Regions from separate parts of the Drosophila melanogaster genome. Here region 2 is linked to region 1. The links are chromatin contacts, called in public HiChIP or PLAC-seq maps. All regions are on one chromosome and are shown on one strand. The core of a region is the stretch at or near the end of the contact, and the rest is flanking DNA. Distances in the headings are between cores, read along the strand shown. Region 1 holds the start of how (held out wings). Region 2 holds the start of SKIP (Shal K[+] channel interacting protein).

Region 1 (7,247 bases), core at 1,844-4,343:
GAGTTTTACAAATTGTCAACGCTTTGCTTTTAGCAAATACAATTTGTAGACAGGCAAACTAGTTTGCAGTTATGCCGAGACGAAACCAAAACAAGAATATAAGCTTTTGGGCGAGTTTTCCGACAGTGCGATACCTCCTGGTACCTGGTAATCAATAATCTGATTGGTCTAGATAAGACCACCGACTTCTTGGATATTTTCCAAATGAAGAGAGAAATCAAGATCTTGCATCTTATTATACAGACCATTTGCTATCACATTTCAAGTTTAATTGCAATAATTAAATGTAATTTAAATTGTAGTAGCAATTATAAACAAATTGATTAAGCAATATGGTAAAAAAAAACGTATATTAAAGTAATCCAAACATACGCTGTACATAATAAGTGTACTCTGGCCATCTAGCGGTACCTTGCAATCCGCAAATACCGCACCAGTATCTGAATCTGTGTATCTGTGCAACATAATTTTGTCATTACGAGGCGACACACACCCTCTTGGCCGGCCTGCATATGGGCAACAGATGTTGGGCAAATACAGAAACGAGAGCTCCGATATGCCAGATACAAGATACAAGATGCGACCAGGTAGTGCCACGCCCCTGCCCCTATACCGCCCCTATCCCGCCCCGAAAGTTGACTTTTGTTGGCTTGCCTTTAAGAGTTTTTGCTTCGTTGCCGTATATTTATTCATATTTTCTTTTTTTTTGATTTTTTTGGTTTTCGAGGCAAAGCGTGGGCAGTTGAGGTACATTTTTCCTCTTTCAGATAAGTTTGCTACACGTTCAGTGCACAGAGCAAAGCAGATCATTAAATGGATCCAATAATATTCCAGATTCGAAAATTTTAAAACTTTTAGCATATGTATAAATTCATACATGCTTGTGAATAAAATGATCTCTTATCACATAATACCACACCACATTAATGTTTCTATCTTTGTTGGGGGTTCCCCCCCTGGGGTTTCGCATCTCCTTCTGCGTCTCTCAAAATCCAAGCCTCCCTCCTTTTTGGTTTACGAATGGCCGAGTCAACAAAGAATTCATAATGAGAACAACAAAGGCTGCACTGGCAGTCAAGTGTGGAGCCAAGAATACAAAAGGAGAGAGCCCGGAGAGAGGTGTAAGTAGTGTGCGCTCCGCGAAGAGGCGCACAAAAAGGAAGTAACTAAAAATAACAAACATCTCGTTTCGGTTTGTAAGGTGGAATGAACTCAGAACCCGCGATGGAGAAGATGCCGAAAAGGAGACGCCGAGGAGACAAACCAGACACCCAGAGATCCATGCCCCAAAACTGATTGAACTACAGTGATCACTTGGTTAGAGGCACCCTAATCATTAACACGCCTGGCACACACGATTGAAAATGAAGTCACCACTTTAAAATAACATATATACTCATTTAAACTCTCCCATTTACCCAAATGTGTTCTAAATACCTACAGTCTCTGTAATACATGTTTACAATAAATCCCGCCAGATTCTCGGAATTAAAGTGCTTTGCAAATATTTTTTGAACAATTAAAAAAGATATAAACCAAACTGTAATGGCATCGATTTGTATACTACAATAGTTTAATGTTCTTTTCATGAATTTTTGGAATACAAACACAAAGTTCTAATACATTCTAGAGTTAAATATCTGAACATTATAACAAGAATATCCAAATTTCTTCTTTCACCACATTTCATCACATTTATTATATATAACAATTTCCTAATGGTACTGTAAAGTGTTTGATGAATAAAAGGATATTATCACAATAACAAACAGTAACTGGGTTTATCGTTTGATTCAGAAAAGGCTAGCTAGTGATCGTTATCCTTCCGCTGAGTCTTGGATCCGGGATTAGGATGATGCTGTGACTTGGAGGGATCTCACTCGGTTTGAGTTTTAGCGACTTACCTTCGTCCAGCAGGCGTTCGACGTGGGTGAAGACGTTGGGGAAGGCGGCCAGTTGCTTGCGGTCCTTGAGCAACTGGGCCAGATAGTCGGCGATGCTCTGTGTGCTCTGCTGCTGCTGCTGTGGGGTCAAGTGCTGCGGGGTCATGGGGACCACCACCTGCGGCGCCTGTTGCTGCTGCTGTGCCTGAGCCTGAGCCTGGGCTTGGGCTTGAGCCTGCTGCTGTTGCGCGACCGCAACAACTGCTGCGGCTGCCTGTTGCTGCAAGTGCTGCTGCAGTTGCTGTTGCACAACGGCTTTGCTCTCACAGACACTCATTTTGTTGCGTGCGTGTGTGATGTGTGGGTTTTTGGGAACTTTTTGTTTTGTTCTCGACGAGATTCTGGTTTTCAACTTTCAACTTTCCTTGGGTCTCTGCTTTCTTTACTTGGTGCACACTTCTTTTTTATTTGTTTTTGCTACTTTTAACACGTTACTGTGGGAGTTGGGAAATTCATTAAGTTTCGTACGCGAGCGATATTAAAAACGGAAAACGAAATGAAAACAACTCCGCCCAAAAGTATTTTTTCCGATCGGCAGCAACAACAATGCAGGGCGAGAGATACTGAGAGAGCGAGAGAGCGCAGCAAGTCGAAAGCGAAGGCAGAAAATTCCTCGGCGATCGCTCACTCACACACGGACAATAAACAGTAAAACTGTATATGCGACGGAGATGAATGAAAGCAGAATGTCAAAATAGCTGCCTCTCTCTCTCACCCTCGCTCATTTGGCTGCTGCAACAGCAAGTACAACAAAAAAGTATTTAAATAAATTTTATATTCAAATTTCTACGTTTTGAAGATACAAAGGTATAAATTCCTTTGCCTGGAGATGTACCGAGTGCACAAGGCCACTTAACCGATTTAAAAATGCAAGAAAACTCGCAGAAATATGCACAGTTGCTGATTATGTATTTGTTGTTGCTACTGGATGGCTTTGGATTTTATTCATTTCGTTTTGTTTGGAAAGTATTTTTTTTAAACACACTTTTCTTCTCTGAGGACTCCTATCCTTTGTTTATTTGATATATGTGTATATGGATTTTATTCGAGTCGGGGAATAGCGAACGGATCTCGGGACTTTACTGAACGATTCCTCCTAATTTTCCTACCACTGAACCGTGCGCAAAGAAAGAGAAAAAGAAACTGAATGCGAAGCGAAGAGCACAAAACGTTGTAAGTGTGAGATCATGCCAGTTCGATCGTGGGGTGGTGGTTTCAATGTGCTCTCGTTTCTCTGCTCTCTCGCCCAGTGACGTCACAAAGTGCGATTGCTTTTAATAAATATTTAAAAGCCAATATTTGGTTATATATTTGGGGGTATTTTTGATCTAAATTAACTAATTTCTAATATATCAGTGCTTTTAACTACTCGGTGACGTTTAGTCAATATTTGCATAACCATTTCCATAAAAAATACGCCAATACCCATCTTGTGACGTCAGTTTCTCTCTGACTTGGCTCTCTCGCACCCTACTGCCAGCATGCGAGATCACCCATCAGCGTTGCCACTCCGCACAAACAGAGTTGCGCAGCTGGTTAACATATTACACATATTTTAGCCAAAAGTGCGAGTATAAAAGTTAATAAATGGCCAAATAAGTTAATAGCAACTAAATACAAAGGTGGGCCATTAATATTCTTCCAAATGGAGGCTAGTTAATGCATTAATTGACTAACAACATTCAGCGTTGCCACCTGGTAGCTGGGTGGGCCACAATTTGGCGCGTTGGCGTTGATTTTGAATTAATTAAGACACTGCGCTGTGGAGGCATTAATTGCGCACGGAAATTGCTGGCAGATTAGAACCAAGCGGCATTTTGTTTCGCCGGACATATGCGGGGGCTGGCATCTGGGCCCCAAGTCCAAAACACCATGCAAATGAGCCCCCGAACTCGTACTGGCCAAATGTTGGTGTTAACTTGGTTAACTCTGCTGCAAAACGCGAAATGTATGTGGGAAAATTGGCATTCGCGAGCGTTTCGATGGACGCACCATATAAGCGACCCTAGGCCGGCGACAACTTTTACTTTCCATCGCGAAAGACATTTTTCGCTGGCTTCCGTGTGGTTGGCGAATTTCACAAAAATTCAACGCAGTATTAAGATATTGCGTACTAAAAATAATTAATTATCGATAAAGTGTATCAAAATAAAACAATCTTTTAAGTCTACAAAGCTACTTTTATTCTAAAATTTTACTCGTGTTCTGTTCACATTTAGGTCCTTCCACTATTACAACACTTAATGCCAGTGGATCGGTGAACTTATTGTGTGTTGCCTGTGTCTTCAACAATATTTTGATATACATATATGTATGAGGATCACTTCATTGCAACAGTCTTCCCCATCGGAACCCAAAATTTCTGGGGCGGCACATCTAGCCAACGGCAGGCATGGGGCAAGATCCGATTTTTGAAACCAGCATACACCAAAATGAGACGTGAAAGTTTAAAGTTGTGGCCAAAGTTGTGGATGGACATCGGATTGGTCGTTCCATTGGAAAGCAGACTCCCACCACCGGACCTCACCTGGCCAAGTTTCACAGTCCGGCCACAAGTCCCACCAAATTTGTGTGCACTTGGCTCAAACCGATCGGAATTGGCCTGTGTGTGTGGGCCGACATTAAATGCGTTGTACGGCCCCATTATACAGTTTTAGTGCCATTGAAAAATGTGTCAATGTGCGTGGCGATTGAGACATTGTATGCCTATGGATGGATATCCGATTTAAATCTCTGGGCCACAGACCAAAGCCCTTTCCAATCCGCACACCCACGTCGCCCAGTATCGGCCCATTGGACATCTGGCCAAGTCCGAAGTGCCAAGTTTTCCGTGGGCCGTTAATCTCTCTAGTGCTTTTGGAATTTGCCCTTTTGAATGTGGTGTTTTACATTGTGAGTGGGTCGTTTTGGGCGGCACTTTCGGTTTTGGAAAACCGAAATGGCCGCAAAATAAAAGTTTTCCAGCAGCTGTAAAGTTAGGCGAGAAAATGCTTGAATTGGTTCAAGTTTTGTGTAAACTGAAAAGTTCAGAAATTTTGGTTATGCACCATTAGTTCAACAACCTAAATCTAAAGTCGGAAATATCCCACAAATCTTTCATTGCCTATTAACAGAGAGATATTGCTACCCAAATGCAATTCGATTGTTTGACCAATTCGGCTGCTAAAAAAGAAGTGGTTCCAAAGATTGACAACCTGCCAGGCGGCGCTAACACTATATTGCTGGTCCCGGGAATCCTTTTTTGGCCACTGCACGTTTGTGTCGAATGCAAATTTGGCCAAGACATTTAGCGGCTTTGTGGCGGCCTAAACGACAAATTAAACATTCTTTTTCTTAATTTACCGCCGACACAGAAACAAACCACCGGTGGTGTGAGAGTGTGTAATTAGCAATATGTTGGCCAAAAGCCAGGCAGCAATCGTCCATTAACCAGTTCCCAGTTGTTTCCATTACGCATGAGACGCGGCCGTGTGGGCGCCACCGGTTTACCAACAGTTGAGTTTGTCAGTTTTCGGGTGCCACAAAGAAACCGAACTGCAACACCCACACAGATAGTAAGTATCTGTCAGATACACTCGACCACATACGCAACCCGCTCAGGCAACAAAAGTGTCCAGAGTGGTTTGGTTTTGACCATGCTCACAATGAATACAATTTTGTTATAGTATCTACGGATTTTATGTGTATTCATAAGATGAGATTTTCCAATGCTTTTTCCAAACACATTTTTGTCACCTGTGCGAATGCATTTTCTGTGTCACGCGCCGCGACCCACAGGTGAAACTCCTTACCCGTGCCGCGTTCCCCTTCATCCGTTTTCCGAATCCATTCATAAAGTTTCCACTTTGCATATTGTGCCCGACCGACCAGCTGATTGGATCCAACAAAACGCAGTCTGGCCAAAACTAATTCAACCACGATCCGCAAAGTGCTCATGAATGAGTAAACTCGAGCGCGTTGGCTTTTTCATTCACCGAAACATCGTTAACTTGGCTTTTAGAAACAAGTGCTAGTGGCAAGTGGGTATAACGGGAGGGGGCGTGTGCGTGTGGGCGTACGGCGTTGTGGTCTCCAAACATTCGTCACGCCCACGCCGCCAACAACATTCAATTTGCGCACTTACAGAAATTCGATAACTTGAAAATATTTCAAAGTTCATAGTTTGTAGAAAAAAAAAAACCAATAAGTAGAGGCGGTAAACTACTATTTACTCTATACCTAATGTCTTAAAAATCGACTTCTTTAAATTCCAAAACCTGCCCAAAACATTATTTAAACGAAAGATGGTGTATCCCTTTTATGAAACTTCAAAAACAAAGATGATCGTAATCCCTAAAAGCTGCCTTATTCTAATTTTGACTAATTTAAAAACTGAAATACCTTAAGTTAAGTTAAGTTAAGTTAAGTTAGTTTTTACCTTCAAACCCTACTACTACGAATTTTAGATATTGAGACATTGCTGTAGATTAAAGTTTAATTTATATTCAAGCCAAGGTGGCCCGCAATTATATTTTCGTATTGTGGGTGATGGAATCTCTTCAAAAAGGCGGCCTAAACGAGTTTTATTGGAAAATTGATCGCTGCCCAATGCTGTTTCAATTGGCCAATGCAGTCTGCAGTGGGCGCCCGCAAGCCAGCAATTGATTAAGCGCCCGATCATCGATTAGTTGGCCCAACAAGAGCGTCGCCTCCGTTTTGGAGGGACTTGGACTGGGCGAGCGTGGGCCTGAAAGTGGCACATTTTCGCGAGCGACAGACGAAATAAAAAAACGCAATCGGCCAAATTTGGGGAGGCGACTCAGCTCGACTCGACGGCGACAACAATAAACATTTGAAACAACAAGCGGCAAATAAGGAGAAGTCACATCCGCATCGAGAGATCGAGTGGGATGCCAGTTGTTAATGATTATGATGATGATGACCTGGCCAAATGGTTACGTGCATTCGTGAATTGGAAACATTTAGTTTTATATCTTTTGCCTATATGTATACACACACTCAAGTAAAGCAGCTGATTTACAATATGCAATGGTATATCTCTGCTTAAATCTAAAAAACTAACGCATAAACTTCTTGGCCTGGTCGCGGTTGACCTGCTTGAAGTGCCGCTGCTTGGAAGCCGATCCCTCGTTCATTTTCTTGTAGAATCCGAAACCGCCGCCGCCCACTCGCTTTTCCGGTCGCTCCCGCTTGGCCGCGCCCACCTTCAGGTCAACTACGGGTGGCACAAGGAATCCAAAGCTTTTCGCAACCGCCTGCAGGTCCAACGTGTTCACATTGAAGATCTGCTTCAATTGATGCGAA
Region 2 (7,247 bases), core at 3,053-5,552, 92 kb before region 1:
CGCCGCATCATCCCCATCATCATCCGCGCCGTCATCATCATCATCGTCATCAAAGGAATCATCATTAGCGGCATCATCATTAACCAGTAAGTGAGGCAAAGTGGAGCTCACTCACGACTAGGCAATATCCTTTGCTTAAAAAGCGATTTAAACACAAAACTTAGAAATTACAAAGTGAAATACAATTGTATTTATACAAATAGTATTTAACAATAACATGTCCATCTTCTTTTTATAAATTGTAAAAATCTAAAAACTCCTTTATTTCGCTTAAAGCTTGAGCAAATAAAAGTTGTTCCTTTTGACCATTACATTTTGATGGTCAAACGCAGTATATCCGCATAATCCACGAGGATCTCGGGTACGAAAACCGCGCGCGCCTCGACCATATCCATTACAGCCAGAATAACAGGAGGCTCTGGAGCAGGAGCAGGCGGACTGGGATTGGAAATGGGATTGGGAATGGCAACGGGAATGGGAATGGGGCAATGTGGAGCAGGGCAGAGCACTAAGGGCCGAGGACAGCGAGTAGTTGTTGGCCTGCGGCTGCCCGTCCTGGCCAAGTTTGCGAGAAAATCGATTTTAGCGCTGCCTGCGCTCGCACGGGCGGCCTTTTGGATGCGAGTGTCCAGGTTTCAGGTCCAGATCCAGATCCAGCTCCACTGCGAGTGCGATTTCGAGTACGTTGCCCAGTCACAGTGCCATTCGTATTCCCCAGCCTTCAGTCCGCCAGTCGACAGTCCCACTCCCATTTTCATTCCCAGTAGGGGAGTTGCACTCCTGTTTGTCCACAGCAAGAAATACCAAGGGTTATACCTTTAAAAAGTTCGTTCTATGACTTTAAGAACTTAAACGTATAAAAGGATTTAAATTTAATTCCACATTTAAACTATCAAAAAAAAAAAAAGGAATAGCTTTTTTAAAGATAATTTTATAAATTTCATCCACTTTTCCGTTTAAGATTTATTTTGTTTCCCATTCTTGTTTTACAACTCAACTATTAAGATACACATATAGGCCTATCAGTACCATAAATCCACTTTATATCTGTGATTATCTTTATGGGGATGCACCTTTTTTTTGGCTCAGTGTCCGTTCTGTTTGTTTGTTTGTCGCTTTTAATGCTGAACGGAGTTGGCGAAGGCGACTCTTGACTGATTTTTATGCTTTTGGCCCAATTGCCCCGCAGTAGCCGCTCCGTTCGGAGAGCGGACTCCGATGGGCACTGGGCACTGGGCAATGGGCATCGACCGGTTCTCACTGCTCGGTCCTCGGTCCTCGGCCGGGATTACACCTTCCTGCCCTGCGAGGCGAGGTGCCCCCTCAATGCCACCCATTAGCGGCCCTTTGTTTGACTTGCAGTTGCAATATAAGGTCATTCCTCTGCTCTTGTTCTTGCCGGTGTTTTTGTTGCAGTTGCACGCTTTTCGTTTCGTTTGATGGCTGCGCACGCGGCCTTTTGTTAGTTTTCCCCAACCAATTTCATTTTTTCTTTTTTTTTTCCTTTCCATTATTATTATGCTTTTTTCGTACTCTTAAAGGGAACAACATCGGCGAAATCGCAGTCTAATCACTTCATTAGCCCGAGTCTCCCACCGCTTTTGGCCATGTTAACACGTTGTTCGCCTGCAAGTTGCACGAACTTGCTGGCAAAGTGCGAAAAAAAATGGATTTTAATTGAAAAAGTGTGGGAAGTGTAAACATCGATGCGACTTTTGCTTTCTTTGGATTGTTTAAGTGGTGCCCCGGATTTAATGTAAAACAACTAGAATGTATTTCAAAAGTATGAAAAATTCCATGAATTTTCTACAATTTTTGCAATCATAATTGTATAAATTTCAAGCAAATTTTTAATGGCTCTTAATAATAGTGCAAAATCATCGAGACAACTATGCTTTTATGTAAATTTTGTTTTGACCAATTACTCGGAGTATAAGTGCACATTTTGTAGATGTACAATTAAGTGTTGTTTGCCCACAACTAAATGCTTAAATGGAGACCATTAAAGTGGCTTTTAGAGCATCAAAACTCCAGTCGGAAATATCGCAAAAGTTGAATCGCAACTAATTTACTAACCCACACTATATTTGCCTAAAGTTTTCTCACAATTGTAAAGGTGAAATAGCATCAGCTGTGAGTCTGTGGAGCTGTGAAGAGTGCTCCTCTCGCTTATCGCATAATTGGTAGCAATGTTGGCTGCCACTTTTTGCTGCGGCTTCTGTGGCAGCAGGAACCATGGAAGCAGGCGATTCTTTCTCGGCTCTCCACCTCGCCACCGTATCCGTCGCATTCCGGAGATGCCGGCAAAACACTTGTCAGCGACTTAAATGGCGCGCAGCTGTGCGGCATTAGCTGGGGAGAGCTGGTAAGGCTGGGCAGCCAAGATCTGGGAGTTGAGAGGAGACCAGCGAGACCAGGGAGACCAGTGGACACACCTCTTAAGGAGGTGTTGCGACCGCTGCTCCAGGAAGTGGGCATCTGGAGGGGGAAGGCGTAGGGAGCACGGCACTGCAAGTCCAGTGGCGACATTTGATGTGATTATTGAGTTATGCCCACGGGGGCAGGTGCCAGGCATATTTCGCTTAATTTTCTGATGAAGTTATTCACCGAGATATGGAACGCAGCGAAAATGTACACGTATTATAAGCACAGATAAGCTACCCAAACAAGCAGGCACAAAAAAAATAAGAGACAAGGTAAAAGAAGGTGTGGTTGTGTGATTTTAAATGACAATCCTCTTCGGTGTCTAAAGTCGGCAGTTTAGGGTTTTATTTGGACACGGCCACGACAGGTGTTTAAAAAACATTTCAAGTCTCAAAATGTTGAAAGCACACAAGTAATCAATGTTTTTTTAATTGACGTTTAATTATTGCTCGAGACAGAAATTAATTGAGTTCGATAAATCATTATGTCGAACTTTCAATATGTCTTTGAATATTTCATATTATGTGATTCTGCATAATTTTCAATTAAAGAATTTATATCAGTGGGTTAAATGCGTGTTGTAATTTTGCACAAGAACTTTCAATTCGAAAGAAGATACGCACTTTTTAAGTGAAATATGTGACTTTATGAGTCATTCTATCTCAAAAAGGAAGTTTTCAAGACATTAAGGAAGTGTTTATACAATTTAAACCAAATGAGTGAAAAATGGACAATTGTATAACAAAATGCAGAGAGGAAGTGTTGCATAAATAATTAACATTTGTCAGGAAATCTGTGGGCAGCAACAACAAAAAGCCGGCCAAGAGTCAGAATTAGAGGGAAATAAGAGGGAGACAGAGATGAAACGAAAACAGCAGGCACTACTAAATCACCGACAACAACAACAACAGCAACCCCGGAGGATGAGGATAGAGTGGAAATGGGAAGGGAATAAAAACATAAAAAAAAGCGGCACAGATTGCCGAGAACAAGAACTAAACACAGGCACACACACAGTTTGAGCACTCCAGCTGTGTAGTTGTTGTTGTTGCTGTTTTTTCGCCGCTCCTTTCTGCCCTGCAATCAATAAAACGGATTAGGAATATCCTTTAAATGCGGCGCTTGGTGGAGGCTGCACACACACACTATCGCACTCACGAAATCTCCCTCACACACACAAAAGCACACACAGGCACACATGGCTGCAAATCTTTTACAATAACACATATAGGAGGAATAGAAGTAGCGGCACTTACTTTTCGTTTTCGTGTTTCTCCGTTCGTAGAGGAAATTAGGAGATGGCAATTGAAGGTGGAAGAAAGGAGGATGGCAAGGAGGAGATGAAAACAAAACCGAAAAACGTACACTCAAACACGCACGCACACGAAGACACGCAGGGCGCAATGATTTACCGTTACGCGACGCGAAAATGCTCACAGGAATGGCTACCAATTTACTCCAATTTTGATTTTGTCACTTGCATCACAAACATTCACATTCGACCCCAACGACCTTGCTGTTCCTCCTACGCGCAACTAAAGTGCTATGCTACAAATGCAATTTAAATGCTTGCTAAATAACTGGGTTTTTTTTTTCGTAGAGGAACACACACGACGTTTCAAATTAACAAATTGCTGCCGGTTGTGTCTGCGTTATCACGATTCCTTGATGGCATGGCTGATGGTAATTGGTTATTGGCCAGCCTGTTTGCTTATTAAACGGCTCGTTTGGCCACCGTTTTCGTTTCGCTCAATTCTCAATCACAACACACTTGCTTCAGTTTTACCGGCTTTTTCAGTTTCAATTTCACGCGAATAGACCGCTCGAGCTGGTTTTCAAAACGACCGGATCTCGAACATTTCGACGACTGACCGCGCGGCGATAAATGCGTTCGTATATATTCGTATATGTTGCTTGCTCCATCTGGCATTTTTAGCATCACAGCCGAGCTCGCGAACGGTCACTCTCTTGGTTCGATGCAACCGATTTAGTTCGAGTTCGAAGGGTTTCGAACTTACGTTTCTTATATTAAAAGAAGTGCACAAAAATTCAATAAATTGTTTGTTTCTATTTATATTTCATAATTAGAAAAGTACAATTATTGTTTACCGTTTTCTTGCCCGTAGATCATTTAAATTTAGCCGCGCCACAATTGCATTCTTATATTTGAAATACGTACTAATTGGGCGAATTTAGTTCATTTAGTACAATTGATGCGCATGCGTCTCTCTTGAAAATTAAATTCTCTCGCATTTACAGTGCCAAGATAACTGTTAAGCTAACAGCTGTTAAGTCTAAGCAATAAATAAAAAAATAGTAAACTGTATAAATATCAGTATTATTAAAAATATTTACATTTATTTCGTTTCTTTTTGTTTTTGGCGGTTTCAGAAACCAATTCAGAAATTTAATTTACAATTTTTATGAGTTCAAGCTTTGAGCGATTTGATTGAGTGGTTCGATTTCCGTATCCAGCGATACAGAGGGCAGCACATGAAGCACCAAAAGCACCCGGGATCACACACACATCCTTGGTCCTGGAACATCCACTCCTGGGGATCTCGAAGAATACAGCCACAAAATTGGAAGATCTATGTATATAGAAAGTTTTGACCGCTCACACGGCGGTGATGAGATGGGCGTCATCCTCGTTGATTCGATCCGACTTTCCATTGACCTCGATCGTGTGATTGGACTCGGTGTCGCTGGGTTCCTGCTCGACCTCCTCATCCGCTTCATCGTCCTCGTCCCCCTGGGAGGAGTTCTCACCATTTTCCTTGTCGGGCGATTCTCGCTCCTCGTTTTCCTCGTATATGACGTCACAGCTGGTGGCTATTGATTTGGGCGGCGGCTTCTTTACCGCTTTTCCACCGCCTTTGCGGTCACCATTTTGTTGCATCTCGGACATTTGAATCTGCATTTCCCGCAGGCGATCGGTGAGCACATACAAATCCCGCTCCTGACTCTCGCATCGTGTCCTCAATTCGGTTATCTCACGCAGATCCTCGGCTCGAGGATCTCGTCTTTCGTATCGCATGCGCATCTCCTCAAATCTGCGCAAAAAGGATTGCAAAATTCCTTAAATATTTACTATATTCACTACTAAACTACCAAAAAGGATAATGGTGAATTCAAGGCGGATGCTGGATACTGACTTGGCGTACAACATCCCACAACACGGACAAGCAAAAGTAAGATAAATTTGTGTTAAAGATAAAAAGAGTTAAAAGGTCGAGCTCTTAAATCCCTTTCCTTTCCGATTTTATTTTTTTATTTTTCAAAATTATATAAAGATAAGAATCTTATATTTTAGCAAAATTCGAAAGTTTCGAATCATAATTCCATAGATCTGTGGTCTCAATCACACTCAATCTTTTAATTAACTTTCCTTAGACTTAGGAACTCGACCTTGGGGAAGATGGGTCAGGGTGGCTGGTGGTTTTTGGGGAATGGGTGCACTTACAGATTGGTCAGGCAGCGGCACTTGCGATGCAGCTGCTCGATCTCGTTGGCGTTGCTGATGTCGCGCTTGTCCAGCGCCGCCTTCTCGGCATCGTAGGCCGCCTTCAGGTCCTTGAGATTGCGCTGGTGCCGAAGTTCTACATCGCTGCGGTTGCGGATGCGGATACGAATGCGTACGCGGATACGGATGCAGATTCGGATTCGGGTTGGGGTTATTCAGGTTATATAGAGTGGTCAGAGGTTGAGGTGGATACACACACATAGCGAGAAAGAGAAAGTAAAATATTAGGAGAATCGCACCAGAAGGACAACGTTTGACAAGCTGCATGCCAGATAAAAACATATTTTTTTTCTTATGGGTTTTGTTCGCATTTCAAACATTTCAATACCAATGTCTTATGTCTAACAAGAGATTTTCGATGATGGCCAGTCTTAAATTTAAATCAAGAATCATTTTAAGCGTGAAAAGGGGGATTAATATTTTATTGGCGCGCTAGGAGGTGGCGATATTTGATATAGATCACTGCGACAATATTGAACACCAAGCATGCAATGGCGATCAGCGGCGACATGGTCAGATATAGCACATATAGTGTGGGCATATACGGCCACGCCCCCTTTGCAAACGCCCACAGGGCTGGAGAGGCTGTCGATCGACCTAAACGCTGATCCATGCTGATCCAATGAATGAAATGTGAAACGAAAGAGAACAGAATACAAGTTCATGTGATAATGGATCGAGTTCAAGGACTCCAATGTGACAAATGTGGCAAATGAGTAGGATGCAGACATTCAATGCAAGCCAATGGATCCTGCTTCAATTTAGTGGGGAGCAGCGGTCAGGGGGCACTATTAAGGTAAGTATGCCCATGGGGCGGGGCATGCCACATTGCATTCACTCACTTGATTCGTTCATCGGCAGCGGCCATTTTTGCGCGATGTCGCTCCACAAGTTCCTGCAACGCCTCCTCCTTCTCCGCCTGCAACTTGGCCTTTTGTGAGTCTGCCGATTGATATAATCAATTATATAATTATATATAATAATAATCAATATACACATGTATCTTTACCCAGCTCCTTTCGATGTGATTCGACCATTTCCTGAGTGGAGAGCTGCAGTTCCTTGGCAAACTCCTCCTTAACTTGACCGAGACGTTCGCGGAACTTCTCCTCCATTTCGGCCTTCTCCGCCTCGAACTCCTTCTGGAGTCGTTCCTCCAGCTCGACACGGCGATCCTCCTCGCGGCACATGGCATTCTGGTACTCGCGATCGGCCTTATCCAAATGCATTCGGGTCTGAAGCAGGGCGTTATCCGAACGTTCGCGCAGGCTGAGGAAATCCTGTTTCTTTTGCTCCAGGC

The links. HiChIP or PLAC-seq counts read pairs in DNA pulled down with a chosen protein or histone mark.
Region 2: a Psq HiChIP or PLAC-seq map of the Kc167 cell line shows a contact between it and region 1, with 2.4 times the contacts expected there. The contact joins the promoter of SKIP here to the promoter of how in region 1. A contact is called at or near these places in 4 of 107 Hi-C or Micro-C datasets (the Kc167 cell line, the ML-DmBG3-c2 cell line, the OSC cell line and 1 more) and 1 of 6 datasets of contacts at active chromatin or transcription factors (the Kc167 cell line).

What each region holds. Positions count from the first base shown.
Region 1 is chr3R:22,038,037-22,045,283 of dm6, reverse strand. how (held out wings) reads right to left here and starts at 3,093. Exons shown (of 9, transcript NM_079723.4): 1 at 2,929-3,093; 2 at 1,905-2,377. The coding sequence starts at 2,220. pit (pitchoune) reads right to left here. Exons shown (of 6, transcript NM_169991.2): 6 at 6,892-7,247. The coding sequence ends at 7,001.
Region 2 is chr3R:22,130,885-22,138,131 of dm6, reverse strand. SKIP (Shal K[+] channel interacting protein) reads right to left here and starts at 4,302. Exons shown (of 20, transcript NM_001260304.2): 1 at 3,681-4,302. CG42390 reads right to left here. Exons shown (of 11, transcript NM_206540.2): 9 at 6,957-7,247; 10 at 6,790-6,889; 11 at 4,765-5,477. The coding sequence ends at 5,042.